Linked DNA regions of Zea mays: region 2 is linked to region 1. Evidence: chromatin contacts called from public Hi-C data. All regions are on one chromosome and are shown on one strand. The core of a region is the stretch at or near the end of the contact, and the rest is flanking DNA. Distances in the headings are between cores, read along the strand shown.

Evidence for each region. Hi-C and Micro-C count contacts between places; a contact is called where the count stands out from the background.
Region 2: a Hi-C map of leaf shows a contact between it and region 1, with 8 times the contacts expected there. The contact joins the promoter of LOC100283211 here to the promoter of LOC100192691 in region 1. A contact is called at or near these places in 4 of 25 Hi-C or Micro-C datasets (bundle sheath, ear, leaf and 1 more).

Annotation. Positions count from the first base shown.
Region 1 is chr2:212,799,425-212,801,940 of Zm-B73-REFERENCE-NAM-5.0, reverse strand. It overlaps LOC100192691 (Remorin family protein), which reads left to right and starts at 1,259. Exons shown (of 1, transcript NM_001137896.1): 1 at 1,259-2,516. The coding sequence starts at 1,314. The coding sequence ends at 2,201.
Region 2 is chr2:212,957,746-212,960,261 of Zm-B73-REFERENCE-NAM-5.0, reverse strand. It overlaps LOC100283211 (chalcone isomerase), which reads left to right and starts at 1,260. Exons shown (of 4, transcript NM_001156113.2): 1 at 1,260-1,771; 2 at 1,858-2,107. The coding sequence starts at 1,429.

The sequences.
Region 1 (2,516 bases), core at 10-2,509:
CTACTGTTGGTTCGGGCCAGTGGTCGGCCCGGCACGATTTTTCCCTGTGCGTGCCGGGTTTGGGCATGTCCCTAGGCACATGGGCCAGCCCGATCCGGCCCAAAGCATCAACGGGTCGTGTCTGGCCTGGCCCTATTCGTACCGGGCCGAAACGGGTTCGGGCCGGGTCCATGCCGGGTGGCCCGTTTGAACATCTATACCTATGCCCTGTGCATCTCCGGCCGACAACCGTGTCTGACCCCACCATGGCTCTCCATGCTGACGTGGTGGGCGCGCATTTTTTTTTGTTGGCTGCAATTCCTATTTATATATAATTTTAAAATTTTCCATTTAAATGGGGCGGGGAGGAGGAGAAGCTCGAAGATGGTGAAAACTATGGTACCATAGAAATTGGTGCTTTATATATTAGAGTATTGATTGAGTTTGGCTCTCTTGTAGGCTTTCTTCTCATGCATAGGGCCCTAATAAAGATTAGGAGGAATCTTGCATGGTCCTTAACATCTTGATAAAAGTATAAGAATCATCGATATGAGTTTGTATCTCTATCGCACTTAAGTTTTCACATTTATATTGTTCAGCATAGCATGTTTGATCATCCCTGTCTCCTTGTCACTGAACTTTGTTGTTTCTTCCACTTCGACGACCACATATAACACAAAAGCGAAATGCAAACCTTAAAAAAAACATTCCTACAAGTACCTGTAAAGCGAACGATCGAGTGAGTTGGTTCCAGCTTTCGTTGATTACGGAGAGGGCCAACATGTCATAGAACTATGGCTGCTGCATGCCATCCATGGATCACGGAGACAGTAGGTGGACGGCGTGCCTGCTTCCCGACTGACCGGTTTGTTCGTTTCGTCTCGTGTGTGCCTACCGGGTTAAAATAAATAATAAATAATAATGGTGACGATAGTGGGCGCCCTTTATTTGTTACGTATCATCGATGGAGCAGAGAGCTATCAGTGGTCCGGGCCCACGCGGGGTTCACGCTAATTCACTTTCACCGGCCAGGGCGTGACTGCGTGCGGTCAATTTCATCACAGCAATTTCAGCAAAGCCTCTCCGAGCGTCGTGTGACGGTGACGTGACACGGCCGACCACGTCTCTAATCCCCATACTAGCTAACGGAACATCTCCTTTGGGAAACTGTATCCAGGACGGCCAACGGTCCTCGCTCTACTCCAGTCCTGAACTGCCACCGCCTCCGGCTTCTATTTAAGAAGGCGCCCCCCGCCACCATTCTATTCAGCAGCTGACCCGAGCCGCAGATGGTCTCTCCCGGCCGCTACTAGAGGCTTAGCGTTGAGAGCCACATGTTGAGTGAACAGACGGCGGCTAGCACTAGCAGCGGCGAGCATCAGGAGAGGAGCGTCGTCGAGGACAGGCGGCTACAGCCGGTGGGGGAGAACGAGGAGGCGGAGTTCAGGGACATCCACGCGCTGAGCCCGCCGCCGAGCCAGCCTTCGTCGTACCGCCGGAGCAGGCACGCGTCCGTCGGGAGCGACACCGCGTCCAGCGAGCCCTTCCCGACCATGAGCAGGGAGTTCTCGGCCATGGTCGCCGCCGCAGCAGCCATCGCCAACGGTGCCGCCGCCGACAGGCTCGGGGAGGCCGAGGACGAGGAGACCAACCCGCTGGCCATCGTGCCGGACAGCAACCCCATCCCGTCGCCGCGCCGGGCCCGGGGCCCGCCCACCCCAGGCGCCGGCGCCGCCCACGCCAACGGCGACGGTGGGGTGTCCGTGGGGCAGGTCAGGAAGGAGGAGGTGGAGTCCAAGATCGCCGCGTGGCAGATCGCCGAGGTGGCCAAGGTCAACAACCGGTTCAAGCGCGAGGAGGTCGTCATCAACGGCTGGGAGGGCGACCAGGTGGAGAAGGCCGGCGCCTGGCTCAACAAGTACGAGGTAGTCAGTCCATCGCATCGATCTACACCTCCACACTCACTGACTAGCGTCGTCCGAACTGTCCAGTGCTTGCTGACTGATACCAACGCATGTAATGTGCAGAGGAAGCTCGAGGAGAAGCGCGCCAAGGCGATGGAGAAGGCGCAGAACGAGGTGGCCAGGGCGCGGCACAAGGCGGAGGCGAAGCGCGCGTCGGCGGAGGCCAAGCGGGGCACCAAGGTCGCGCGGGTGCTGGAGCTCGCCAACTTCATGAGGGCCGTGGGGAGGGCGCCCTCCGCCAAGCGCTCCTTCTTCTGAACCCTCCCCCACCGCCCACCGGGCCTCTCCTCCTTCACCAGTTCCTCTGCCCTGCTCTGCTCGTCGTCGCCGCCCGCCGCCTGTGCAGTTCAGTTGCATCGTTCACCGCTTCACTCCACGGGATCAGACAGAGTGATCAGTGCCGTGCTTAGCTGTGTGGAACGCTTGTTTTAGTGCTGTGTCCACATGTATGATTTGTAACCTTTTCTTCTCCCTCCTGTTTATGTCAGTACACGAAGGATGTGCTCTGCCGGAGTGTTGAGGGCAAGAGCTGCCTGTATTTTGTTGATATTTCGTCATCAACAGCTGTGTATG
Region 2 (2,516 bases), core at 11-2,510, 160 kb before region 1:
ACACATTAAACGAAATTACATAATCTATAAATAATGTACGAAAACTATGTATACCTGAGAACACGTACGAGTCCAGCTAACGGTGGAGAAGGTCAAGTCGGACGAACACCTACGTACAAAAAAACCAATTGTCAGTAAAAAATTTGGCAGCACCTCCCCTGTAAAGTGATGTTTATAGAACCTGCGAATAAACGACAACACGATGGTTACCAACACAGAAAACATGTAATATCAATGCGCTAAACAAAATGGTAACTATATAATCACTAAGAATTTACTAAACACTAACAATATACTACGCAACAAACTAGCTAACTATTTTAATAAACACTAACAACAAAATATCTAACTATTTACTAAACAATAAATAAGTGGATACCTAACTAATTACTACTAGTTTACAAACTAAGAAATTAAAAAAAAATAATGGTCGGCAGTGGGGGCGGGAGCTACCGGGGCCGGAGCGGGCGGTGGCCGATCGTTGGCCGGACTCCGGGCGGCGGGGACTGGTCGGCAGTGGACTGCGGGCGAGCTCGGGGCGGCAGTGGACTGCGTGGGGCGGGCGGCGGCGAGCGAGCTCGAGCGGACCTCGGGCGGAGCTCGGGCGAGCTCGGGCGAGCTCGGGCGGGGCTCGCGGCGGCGAGCCGGAGCTGGGCTGGGGCGGGCGGGCGGCGGCGAGCCGGAGCTGGGGCAGGCGGCGGCGATTTGTGGACGGCGGCGGCGATTTCGGCGGCGGTGATTTGGAATGAGCAGAAGAAAAGAAACGCGCGCAGAGAGAAGGCAGTTTGCGGGTTTTTCCTAGCTCGGCGCCAAGATCTGTGGCGCCGAGCTAGGTGCCACGCGGGACTGCCACGTCACGAAGCTCGGCGCCACAGCCTGTGGCGCCGAGATTCGGGTCCAAACGTGCAAATAAAATTTCTGGGGGTCCAAACGTAGATTTTTGACTCGAAAGGGGCTAAAAAACAAAAAATTCGGCGCATACGGCGTATGCGCATGGAAACGGTATGTTCCATACCTTGATGTTGATGTGCAGATCGATCTTGTTGTTCTTGTCAAGAACAGCGTGTTCTTCCTTCTCTGATTTCTCCTTGAGACAGTGCTGATAACGTGTTGTGCTCTATTGCAGTGCTCAGTGGTAAATGGAGAGAACAGAGATAGAATGATAGGATAGATCTTTATTGCAGTGTAGTGAAGTATATATACAAGAGTTCCCAGGGTGTGTGTCCCTTGGGAAATAAGTGTCATGTACAAAATATTTTGTAACAAAGAGCACGGGTCACCTCGCCGGGATCCCACCTCGCCAGTGCCGCCTCGCCGCTCTCCCACATCGTGTCCTCCGCCCCTTCGCACGGACGCACACGCACCTCACCTCTCACAATTCCACACCTCACCTCTCCGCTTCGCTTCTTGTCGCTGCGGCGCGCGGCCATGGTCTCCCTCCGCTTCCCTACCGCTGCCATCCCCCGCCTCCCGCCATCCCAGGCCCCCAACGGCGTCGCCATCGCTGCCACGGTCGCCGCTGCAGCCGCGGCCGCAGCTGCAGTAGCGGCCAGCTTGACCCTCACGGGCAAGTCCACTGGCCGGCCAGTCCCGCACCCTGCCCCTCTCTGGGCCTCCCTCTCCCTGGCCGACGCGGCGGCCCCCAGCTCCGTCGAACCCCGGACCGGCGCGACATTCCCCACCGAGGCCGCCGTTGGGCGCCGCCTACTCGGCATAGGCCTCCGGAAGACCAGCGTCCTCGGGCTCAAGTCCATCGACGTCTACGCATTCGGTATTCCGCTAAAAACTACATATCTGATCTCTCCGTCGTTATAAAAGCGCTATAAAGAGGGAATTTTGAAATGCCGCTTTATGCAGGCGTGTATGCGGATGACAACGATTTGAAACAGCAGCTGAAGGAGAAGTACTCGAAGTTCTCGGTCTCGGAACTGAAGGGAAACGGTGAGCTGATCAACGATGCGCTAGAGCGTGACATACCGATGACGGTCAGGCTGCAGATTGTTTATGGGAGGCTGAGTATTCGCTCGGTTCGCAGCGCATTTGAGAAGAGTGTGGGAAGTAGGCTTCAGAAGTTCGGTGGACAAGACACCAAAGAGTTGCTTCAGAGGTAATTCACCTGTATTTCAGGTCCCTTTTGGCTATGGCTTTGTGGGAGAAATGCTGAAACTTCTTTTAATACCTGTTCTGATAGGCTTACCCCGACGCTTTCATTAACCCACACACTTGAATATGTTGCTTTACATAACATTGTGTAGTGTCACGAGTTCTAACCTTTCATTATGGCTTAACTGAAGAAATGGACCACACATAATCATATTGATTGGTAAATCTGAACTCACATCATATCCATTATCACATTAAATGGGTTGTTTGCAGCACAGTAAATCTTGTAGGGGTGTACATTCCTCCAAATTCCTATCGCATTCATCCAGTACAAACATGAACCTTATATTTATATGCCATGTGCAAGATTGTTAATTATTTCTCCAATTCCAAATGTGGGTCATTTTAGGATT